Linked DNA regions of Sus scrofa: all the other regions are linked to region 3. Evidence: chromatin contacts called from public Hi-C and promoter capture Hi-C data. All regions are on one chromosome and are shown on one strand. The core of a region is the stretch at or near the end of the contact, and the rest is flanking DNA. Distances in the headings are between cores, read along the strand shown. Region 1 holds the start of LONP1 (lon peptidase 1, mitochondrial). Region 2 holds the start of C2H19orf70 (chromosome 2 open reading frame, human C19orf70). Region 3 holds the start of DUS3L (tRNA-dihydrouridine(47) synthase [NAD(P)(+)]-like).

Region 1 (3,319 bases), core at 245-2,744, 69 kb after region 3:
AGTCAGGATCTGAATGATGAGGAAGAAGTGGAGTAGAAAATCTGGAAGCAAAACGTTCCAGGCAGAGGGTGTAGCAAGTGCCAAATCTCCTCCGCGGTCCCCAAGGCTTGCCTGCATTTGGCACATTCAAGGACAGGTGGCTGGGGCGGTGATTCAAGGATAGGGAGGGGCTACATTAGTGGTCGTCAAATCCCCAGGGTACCTTTGGCAATGCCTAGATGCATTTGATTGATGGTCAAGTCTGGGGAAGGAGATCCTACTGGCATCAAGTGGGTGGAGGCCAGGGATGCTGCTTAACATCCCACAATGTACAGGATGGTCCAACCCCAGACAATGATCTGGCCCTAAATGTCAATAGCGCTGCTGAGGAACCCAAGCCAGATCATTCGTGAAAAGGAAGACTGCGCAAGAACACTAGGTTTTATTCTGGGTGTCCCAGAGAAGCAGAGGAGGAGAATGAGGGATCAGATTGCTTTATATTATAATCAACCCCTCTGGCTGCCAGGATGGACAGGAGGGCACAGCCTAAGTGGAGGTGCCTTGGAGTGAGAATCGGGCCAAAGTTTTGAAGTGGCAACGGGAGGACTTGTGATGAGCTGCGGGGGGTGAGAAGGGAGTATGGGGGTGCATCAAGCTGGCTCCCTAGTAGAGTAAACTGGGAAGCTTCACCGAGGTTGGGGAACGTCTTTCCCAGATTCCACCCAGTCTTGCACTCAGGCATAAGCCCCCACTCTCCCAAACCACCGACAGCATCCCAGCCCAGGGAGGGCGGCCCCACCGGCACAGTGGCTGAGCTCTGGACAGCAGGCAGAGCCGCAAGATAGTCACCGTCACCAGCATTAACACCAGCATCCTGTTAGGACCACTGCCTCCAACGAACAACCCCAGAACTGCGGCCGCGGGTCGCTTCACAGTCTGGGCATGCGCAGACTATAGCCTGCGAAAGCGCACGTCCGCCGGGGAGCTTGGATTTGCGCACCTTTTCCCGCAGGACGCCTGAATCTGACCACTCTCAACACGCCCCCTTTCTCTTGGGCACGCGCACAGGGCCGCCCGCGGGCCGGCTACAGTTCGAGCGTGCGCTTAGCACCTCCCGGGAAGCCCGAATCCACCAATCGCGACGCGCCCCAAGAGCTGGAGCATACGCCTGTCATCCAAGTGCCTAAACCCAGGGGCTGGGACCTGGCTGCCCACGCGTTCCCAGAGCTGCGCTTGTAGCCATGCCTGCTCCCTTTCTAGGAGCCATCGTGCGTGCCCACAGCTCTCCAAGAGGCCGGAAGAAGCGCGCCAGCTAGGAAGCCGCAAGAGAAGGCTGCAGTGAGGAATCTCGAAGCTTCCAGCTCTGCTCCCTATAGGCCCCGCCTCCACTCTTTCAGGTCCCGCCTCCGGCGGTCCTGTTCCCAGCCACGCCCCCCGCGGGCCCCCGGCACGCACCCGCTGTCACGTGCACCCCAGGCTGGCCAGCGGAAATGACGCAAGTCTAGCGCGCCGCCAGGATGGCCGGGCCATGGCGGCGGGTGCAGGCTGTGTCCGGCTGTGGGGAGCTGCGAGGTGGTGGGCGCTTCGGCGGCCGCTGCTGGCCGCCGCCGCGGGGCGGGTTCCGACTGCAGTCAGAGCGTGGTTGCCCAGAGGCCGGCGGGCCTGCGACGCCTCGCCTCCCTGGGCGCAGTGGGGCCAAGGCCCCGCTGCCGCGGGCCACTGGCGGGGACTTTGGGAGGCGAACAACCGCAGCAGCGGAGGCGCATTCTCGGGTGGCGAGGATGCCCCCGAGGGCGGCGCGGAGGATGGGGCCTCGGGAGTGGGAGGCAACGCCGGCGGCGGTGAAGGCCCAGTCATAACGGCGCTAACGCCCATGACGATACCGGACGTATTCCCGCACCTGCCGCTCATCGCCGTTACGCGCAACCCAGTGTTCCCGCGCTTTATCAAGATTGTCGAGGTAATGAGATCCCCCGCCTTGGCCTCCGTTTCCCCACGTCCTTACGTAGCAGGTTGGACCCAGGGCTCCTTTAGCACTCTCATGCCTCACGACTTTTTCCAGGCACGAGGCTTTTCGAGGGCTAGAGTTCGAGTCCTAGTCTTCCATCACTAGCTTGGTGAACTTGAGCCAGATTCCTCCCCGCTTCAGTTCCCTTCTGGAGAGTTGAATCCAGTGAGCTTAGGATTGTTCACTAACCCAAGTCATAGAAATTCGGTGCTGGGGCAGCTGAAAGCTTTGTTGCCCAGTTACTTTTCTGCGGATCTTAGTAAATGTTTATCATAACACTCTCTCCCAGAAGGCCAGCCTTCTGGTAGAAAGCAGAATTCATTCTTTTACTATTTCTTGACGTCATGTGCCCGATACGGTTCTAAGTGTTAGACAAGTCAGACACAGCCCCTCGGCCTGAGGATCTTATATTCTGGTGGAAGAAACAGTAAACAAGATCTTTTCAGACTAAAAGTCATGGGATGGGGGAGCAGTGCCAGGGTGATGTAATAGAAAGCAGCGGGAGTGCAAGGAACTTGAGTTTTAGAGTAGGAAAAACCCAAATGCCACCCCACCCCTTTAAAAAAAGTAATGTGGAAATGAGTCCGTGGAGGAGAAAGGTTATCTGTTAACTGCCTAAGCAAGGTCATACAATGAGTCAGCCTCTACCTTCACCCTCCAGCCTCCCCCCTTACAGTCCAGACTCTGCTGAACAAATCTCAGGGATCCATTGGCAAGGGAAAGGACAGTATAGAGGGGCAGCATTCAGCCACAAGGAGGGGACAACCTCCTCTCCTGTCTTGCTGCCCTTCCAAGGGCCTTCCCTGATGCAGGCAGTGGTTACTTGCAGGTCCCAGGGCTCAACCATGTGGGATCATAGCCTGGCCTCTCTGCCCCTGGGCAAGTGGTTCCTCTGGGCCTCCGTTGTCTCATCTGTGAAATGGGCATAATAATAGCAACTCATTTCTTAAGAGATAGTTGTAGGAGGTAAATGAGGTCACACGTGCAGGGTTTAGAACTGCCTTGTGCTTAATATACCTTCGTAATAAGGTACTGCTGTTTTCTGTGTGGTGCGCTTTTGACCCGGAGGTCTTTTTCCTTCCTTGACCCCCCCCCAACCCCCATCAGTCCTTCCTACCCTCCTAGGCCTCTTGGGCCAGGACTGTTCAGCAAGTGTGGTCCCCTTAGCCCTACACAGTGGCAGAGGCCCCTTGTCCTCAGTGCCCAAGTGGAGATAGGATTCCTGCAAAAGATTCTGTCTGTCCCCCACTCCCCTCAGGGCTAGCCAAGAGAGTTGTGGGAGTTGCTGCAGATCCTATGAGACTGGCTTGTTCTACTCTCACGTGGTATTCC
Region 2 (3,717 bases), core at 149-2,648, 98 kb after region 3:
CAAAGAAGAGAGGTAGACTTCTAGAACCCAGGAGGCTGAGAGGTGGTGGCCTTGGGGAGCCCCCATATCTCCAAGCACTAAATCAGTCCTACCTCCTTTGTCCCTACGGCAAAGTTCCATCTGCCTTCTCTCTGGCTCTCGCATCTTCACACTCCCTTCCTCCCACTCTATTCTCTCCAAGCAGCCATAGGGATCTTTGTCCAAAAAAATTCTGGAATGTTCCTTCCTGCTCCAAACCCTCCCAAGGCGTCTCACTGTCCGAAATGGAGACCGTTTCCTCACCTTAGCCCACAAGACCCAGAAGGTCTGGCCGCTGCCTTTCTGTTCATCCTCATTTACCCTACGTCCTATCTATGAATCTTCCAGTTCACAGAAAAATGAACTCCTCGGCCTTACCCATTCACGCCGGCGTCCCCTCAGCAGGGGACGATCTGCCACTTCCAGGGAAAGCCCTGAAGGGCCTCAGCTTAGCCCTCTTTCAACCGGGTCCTGAACACAGCAGCCCCGCAAGGGCTGGGTGATAGCTAGGTGGGTGGATGAACGAATGGATGGATGAAACACCCAGGCTGCAAAGAGGGAGGAAAAGCGGAAACCTGATCCTTACAGAACCGACTGGCCTCCGGACCTCGCCCGGCCTCAGTTTCCCATCTGGACAAAGAGGGCGTGCAGCCCACTGCATGCTCACAACCGCGCACTCACCCACTCAGTTTCTCCCGCCGTCCAGTGGGGCTGGGGTCCGGGCTTGGGAGCCACGCGCGTACCTCCCCGCCCTCGCGGTGTCGGGATGGCCGCCGACCGCGCCCCCTCCAGTAGGGTCTGAGTCACGTGACCCAGAGCCCACCTACTCAGGGGGAGGGGCTAGACTTTTGGAATCTCCGCGCCCGGCGTTGCCGGGCAACAGCCTCAGCCTGGCTACCTTCTATCCCCGCCCCTGTAGTGAAGCCACACTGATTCGACCACGTGACTAAGGCCCGCCTGTCTCCTAAATTCCGCCTTCGTGTTGCCGTGACAACCGGCTTTCCAGTACTCTCTTCCCAGGCCTGCGCTGGTGGATCTCCCAGGTGCCGAAATTTCGTGTGTCACCCTCAGGTCTTACTCCAGACACCCAACTCCTCTTTCCCTCACGTCACCACGGCCATTCCGCTCCGAACTGCATTTCCCAGGAGGCTTGGCCGCTTAAACTAGCTTTCCAGAGCCTTACTGGACGTGACAACTACTTTTCCCAGACAGCTTTGCGGCTGCCGGCCCCGAAGACTAAGGTTCGAGGACTCATTTTGCAGCGGAACAGAAACCCCTCTCTGGCGTCTCGCAGCCGAGACTTCATGTCCCGGAGGCCTTTGCGCCTGACAGGCGACCACGCTTCCCAGAGGCCTCTGCGGCGCCGCGACCGGAAGCGGCGGGCGAGCCGAGTGTCCTTGCGCACGGAGCTGAGTGATCATGGTACCTCGAGTGTGGTCGCTGATGAGGTTCGTGGGGCTACTGGGCGGGCCTCAAGCCCCCAAAATATTTACTTCTGTGGGCACCCCCATCTGGTTTGCTTACGACCGGCTCTTCGCTGCCGTAGTGTCAGGTTTCCCGTGTCGGTTCAGACAGGGTGGAGCTTACCGAGTTCTCCCTCCTGTCGCCGCCTTCCCGCTTCCTAGCGACTCCTTCCCTCTGCATTCCGTACACTAGACCCGTCCGAGTTTCAGCTGCCTGATCTGTAAAATGGGAGTGTCGCACGCGTTTGTTGGGAAGTTAATGTGCACCCAGAGCAGCGTTTGACACAGGAAACGACCAGGGACCCCCGCTGGCTCCTCTCGGAGCATCCCTCTCGGGGCTGGAAGGTAGAAAGCGGTCAGTGGTCTTGTTTTCACTGACCCCTGCCCTCTGCAGGATCTCAAGTGACATTGTGCCTCTCCAGGCTTCAGTTTACTAAACAGAGCTGAGTACCCCTGCCTTTTGTACACTCTAAGTGTTGTGCATGGGAGGGCTCATGCACGCCTCTTGGCTCCCAAGGTGCCCTGTGCTTCCCCATTAGCTGCCTGGCTTCAGGTATGTCACTCTTTGGACTTGAGCCCCCCACCCCTACCCTGTGGTTCCTTTCCTTCCATGCAGGTTCCTCATCAAGGGCAGTGTGGCTGGGGGCGCTATCTACCTGGTATATGACCAGGACCTGCTGGGGCCCAGCGACAAGAGCCAGGCTGCCCTTCAGAAAGCCGAGGAGGTGGTCCCCCCTGCTGTGTACCAGTTCAGCCAGTACGTGTGCGAGCAGACTGGCCTGAAGATACCCCAGGTACCCCGAGCTGGGATCAAGACTAAAGCTTGGTGGGAGCTGGGGTGTCTGCTCTGGGGTGGTCTTTGATCCTGGTCCCTTGATCCTCTGCCATGGGGCTTGTGCTGCTCTCCCTGCCTGTGAGGGCGGATGGGGCTGCTGGGCCTTACTCTTTCAGCAGCCCCTTCTCCCTCTCTCTTCCCAGCTCCCAGCCCCTCCAAAGTTTAACTTTCACATACGGGACTACTGGAATTCAGGTAGGCCCCAGGCCATCTACCTGGGGGGTTGGCTGCAGATACCTCCCACCTTCCTTCTTGGCCATTTCTTTTCGTCACTCCCTGTCCAACTCTGTGTGCACCTCCTGTGGATCTGAAGGAGAAAAGGAGGTGGAGATTCCAGGGAGGTGGGAGCCAGATGGCGCCTCCTTTGAGGGCCTGAGGCCACAACAGAGCGAGTGTGGCCTTTGCCTGTTTTCCTTGCATGGAATTGACAGAGCTGCTGCCTGTAAAAGTCCTCGCTGAAGGCACCTGGCTCTCCCTTTCCACAGGCGTCATCAAGGTGATGTCGGCTCTGTCTGTGGCCCCCTCAAAGGCTCGAGAGTACTCCAAGGAGGGCTGGGAATACCTGAAGGAGCGAACCAAGTAGCCTGTCAGAGGAGGCTGCCTGCCCCAGGTGGGAACAAGGCACCATGGACACCAGACTTGGACCCCATGCTTGAGGGCAGCTCCCAGCCTTGCCGGCTCAATAAAGGACTTGGAAATGTTCCCTGACCTCTGTGCTGGCCCCCAGGGCTTGAGCTTCTGGATCCTGGGGGCTCATCAAGCCTGACCTTGACCGTGGTTCACCCTTTGTGTCTGGGCCCTGCCCACTGATGAGCCCTTGACCTGGTGTGTGGGGGGTGGGAGCAGACCTTGGCCCTTGGGCTTGGGGCTCCAGGAGAGGGTTGAGAAAGTGCTAAGGGCCCACCTGGGTCAGGGGTTTCCTCAGGTCATGGTTGGTTGAGCCCAGGGTAGTGCAGTCTGGGGGTGAGGGCTGTTCTCCATGGCCAGGAGCTCCCACAGCCGCTGTCCTGCTTAGCTCACTGATCTGCTCGCCTGGTCTAGTCCCTCCCATCCCTTGCCTGATCTCCACTCTCATTCCACCCTCTCCCTACAGCCTGGGGATTCCTGAGGAGCACAGACCTGGCAGCAATGGCTGTGCAGGGGTTTCCCTGTCCACCACATGTCCCCTGCCCCCCAGGAAGCCTTCTCTGACACCCCTGCCCACACTGGCTCAGCTACCTGTGACCTAAATGTCTTCCCATCTGGAGCTCTGGGAGGGTGGCAGCTCTGGGAGAGTGGGTCTTTGAGATGTTCCTGCGAGGCCCTGGCACCTAGCCACAGAGGGCATCCCACTGTAGTGACAGCAGGATAGAACCTCTGTCCAGGACTTCCCTTCGTGGCTCAGTGGTTAACGAATCCAAC
Region 3 (3,376 bases), core at 57-2,556:
GCTATTCACGTAATTCAAGGCAAATAATAGTAGTAAAGTAACAGTAACAACAGTAGTCATTAATGTTCATTGTTATTTATTGAACCTTACTTTCTTTTCTATTTTTGTCTTTTTAGGGCCACCCCTGAATATGGAAGTTCCCAGGCTAGGGGTCGAATGGGAGCTTACAGCTGCCGGTTTACACCACAGCCACAGCAACGCAGGATCCGAGCTGCATCTGTTACCTACAGTACAACTCATGGCAACGCCGGATCCTTCCCCACTGAGTGAGGCTAGGGGTTGAACCTGCGTCCTCATGGATGCTAGTCAGATTCATTTCCACTGAGCCATGACAGGAACTCCTCCCTTACTTCTCTCAAAAACACTCAATGTCAGCTTCTCAGTGAAAATGTTTTCCCTGATCATTCTATTAAGCATTGAAGCCACCAAAAAATGACATTCCTGGGAGTTCCTGCCCTGGCACAGTGGGTTAAAATCTGACTAAAGTGGCTTAGGTTGCTGCAGAGGTGGGAGTTTCATCTCCAGTCCGGTACAGCAGGTTAAAGGATCCCACATCGCTACAGCTGCACTGTTAGTTGTAGCTGCTGCTGGGAACTTCCATATGCCATGTGTGCAGCCATTAAAAAAAAAAAAAGGTATTCCCACTTCCTGCTTCATTACCATCCAACATACAGTATACTTATTATGTGATCGTCTTCACCACTCCTATCTGAACTCTTAAGGGCAAAGTTTTTTGTTTTTTGTTTTTTTTTGTCTGTTTTATTCATTGGTGTATCCCTAGGACAGCATCTAGCATACAGGCCCTGAACAAATTATTTGTTGAATGAACGCCCCAAATAAAAGCAGCAGAATTTAAAAAATTTTAGGAGCTCCTGTCGTGGCTCAGTGGTTAACGAGCGCGACTAGTGTCCATAAGGACACAGGTTCAATCCCTGGCCTCGCTCAGTGGGTTAAGGATCTGGCACTGCCATGAACTGTGGTGTAGGTCGCAGAGGCAGCTTGGATCCCCCGTTGCTGTGGCTGTGGCGTTGGCCGGCAGCTGCAGCTCTGATTCGACCCCTAGCCTGGGAACTTCCATATGCCGCGAGTGAGGCTCTAAAAAGACACACACACACACAAAATTGAAAATAAAAAATTTTAAACCCCATCAGGAAAACAACTCTTCCTTGGGCCGATTGTGGCCCGGAGGAGGCCAGTTTGAGCGAACCAAAAGGATCATTTAACATTTCCCTTTCCCACAAGAGGATCAGAGGTTTGTACAAGAATCTGAGGCCCCACCCCCACGCAGGCTCCGCCCCATGACACGTACAATGGCGTCATTTGGAGCGACGCGGGCAAGAGCACTTCCCCGGCACAACCAGGGGAGACACACGGGCGACCCGGAAGGCGACACTCCAAAGCGGGGGTGAAGGGGACCGATGGCGGAGGGAGCGGCGGAGGCCCCAGCAGAGAGTGGTGGTGGTGGTGGTGGTGGCAACCCCGGAGCCGGCGAGCCAGAACGAGGGGTGACGCCCATTAAATCTCAGTGAGTCTCTGGGGCGGGGGGAGTATCTCAGGGCCTTCCCGGCATCCGTAAGTGGGGCCCGAACCGTGCATGCTGGGAGGTGGGGCCGCAGCCCAGGGCGGGAAGCTCGCATGCTCTTCTCTCTTTCTTTTCTGCTCTCCTTTCTTTTCTACTCTCAGGGCCGGAGAGCACCTGAGATCGCGCACGTTGGGAACTGTCACATGCTCGAAGGACAGCACGGTGCATGCTGGGGTGGGCGGGCTTTGATGCCAAGGCCAGCATGCATGCTGGGGACTGTAGTCTCAGCATTTGGCGGGAATAGCGCATGTGCACCCCTAGCCAGCCGCAGATAGAATCTGGGATTGAATCTGAAGCAAGTGCTGGGAGGCGGGGAGGCGGGGAGGGGGCGTGCTGGGGGTTGTAAGGCTGAAGGGCGTGCTGGGAAATGTGGCGGGCTGCGGCCTGGTTGCAAGACACTCTGGGACTTGTAGTTTCTTTTATCCTAACGTGGCCAGGGGTGTTCACATCTGATGCCTATACTTCAGCTCATCAGTGTGGGCTCTGGGGACCCAGGAACAAAATAGGTACTCCTTGTGGCCCTGAGGTGCTCCCAGGTTGGCAGCTGACTGATTCTAAGTGAGCACCCCATCAGCAGAAGCATGTAAGCAGGGGCAGGTGTTTTCAGCCTCTTTTCTCAGCGTTCATTGACTCTGAGCTCAGAGGGACTTCTTCCCTAACTCCTGTTTCCCCCGCCTATCTGTTGGCAGATACCTCACCACCAAGGAGCAATTCCACGAATTCTTGGAAGCCAAAGGACGGGAGGAGCCCAGCCAGGAAACCAAGGCAGGGGACCCTGATGACAATGACCTGGTTGAGCCTGAGGCCAAGCGTATCCGACTGGAGGATGGGCAGACAAAGGACGGGCAGACAGAGGAGGCAGCCGAGCAGAGGGAGGAGCCGCAGGTTCAGAAGAGGGCCCGGGGCCAGAACAAGAGCCGGCCTCATGTGAAGCCCACCCACTATGACAAGAACAGGCTCTGTCCCTCCCTGATCCAGGTGAGTGTCATTGTCACCAGAAAGTTTTAGGGGACTTGAGTGTGTGCCTCTCTGTCCTTCATTCAATCCTCATGACTTTGTGATATAAGAATCGTTATCATTCCCATCTGCCCATGAAGAAACTGAGGACACCCTGCCAGGAGGAGAGGGACCTGCATTTCAATCCCTGGTTGCCTGACTGTCTCCCTGTCTTCCCTCATTGCCGGCTTGTTTCCCTGCAGGAATCAGCCTCTAAATGTTTCTATGGTGACCGCTGCCGCTTCCTGCATGATGTGAGCCTCTACCTGGAGACCAAGCCGGCTGACCTGGGACCCCGCTGTGTGCTCTTTGAGACCTTCGGCAGGTGCCCTTATGGCGTGACCTGCCGCTTTGCTGGGGCGCATCTGGGGCCCGAGGGCCAGAATCTGGTGCAGGAGGGGTTGGTCCAGGCCCCAAACATCCGCAACGGCCTGGACAAGGCCCTGCAGCAGCAACTGCGAAAGCGCAAGGTCTGCTTCGAGCGTTCGGAGCAGGCCCTGCGCCAACTAAGCAAGGGCCGGCTGCCAGGCCCTACCCCCACCGCTGCTGAGCCTGAGGTCACAGAGGCTGATGGTGCCCCAGAGCAAGATGGCTGTGATGCCCAACAGGCCTCCCATGGGCCACAACAGGCCCCTCCCAGTGGCCCTTTAAGGACATGCGGGCCCCTGACAGATGAGGATGTAGTCAGGTTGCGGCCCTGTGAGAAGCGGCGGGTATGTGTCACGGGTTCCCCGCTGAGGACATGGGCAGTGTTGGGGACAGACAGAGCTGGACACTCACTCCGAACTCTCGAGGGTC

Evidence for each region. Promoter capture Hi-C pulls out the DNA fragments that hold promoters and counts their contacts. Hi-C and Micro-C count contacts between places; a contact is called where the count stands out from the background.
Region 1: a contact with region 3 is called in a promoter capture Hi-C map of liver, with 5 times the contacts expected there. The contact joins the promoter of LONP1 here to the promoter of DUS3L in region 3. A contact is called at or near these places in 3 of 5 promoter capture datasets (fetal liver, fetal skeletal muscle and liver), 18 of 47 Hi-C or Micro-C datasets (alveolar macrophages, brain, embryonic fibroblasts and 9 more) and 1 of 2 datasets of contacts at active chromatin or transcription factors (alveolar macrophages).
Region 2: a Hi-C map of liver shows a contact between it and region 3, with 4 times the contacts expected there. The contact joins the promoter of C2H19orf70 here to the promoter of DUS3L in region 3. A contact is called at or near these places in 3 of 5 promoter capture datasets (fetal liver, fetal skeletal muscle and liver), 16 of 47 Hi-C or Micro-C datasets (alveolar macrophages, blood, brain and 10 more) and 2 of 2 datasets of contacts at active chromatin or transcription factors (alveolar macrophages and skeletal muscle).

The regions. Positions count from the first base shown.
Region 1 is chr2:73,264,816-73,268,134 of Sscrofa11.1, forward strand. It overlaps LONP1 (lon peptidase 1, mitochondrial), which reads left to right and starts at 1,495. Exons shown (of 18, transcript NM_001243220.1): 1 at 1,495-1,939. The coding sequence starts at 1,508. It overlaps CATSPERD (cation channel sperm-associated protein subunit delta), which reads right to left and starts at 1,343. Exons shown (of 22, transcript XM_005661304.3): 1 at 779-1,343. The coding sequence starts at 852.
Region 2 is chr2:73,293,814-73,297,530 of Sscrofa11.1, forward strand. It overlaps C2H19orf70 (chromosome 2 open reading frame, human C19orf70), which reads left to right and starts at 1,399. Exons shown (of 4, transcript NM_001097463.2): 1 at 1,399-1,466; 2 at 2,098-2,275; 3 at 2,460-2,511; 4 at 2,802-3,018. The coding sequence starts at 1,438. The coding sequence ends at 2,899. HSD11B1L (hydroxysteroid 11-beta-dehydrogenase 1-like protein) reads right to left here and starts at 864. Exons shown (of 9, transcript XM_013994748.2): 1 at 700-864; 2 at 397-566. The coding sequence starts at 400.
Region 3 is chr2:73,196,308-73,199,683 of Sscrofa11.1, forward strand. It overlaps DUS3L (tRNA-dihydrouridine(47) synthase [NAD(P)(+)]-like), which reads left to right and starts at 1,307. Exons shown (of 13, transcript XM_003123092.4): 1 at 1,307-1,525; 2 at 2,272-2,560; 3 at 2,782-3,291. The coding sequence starts at 1,419.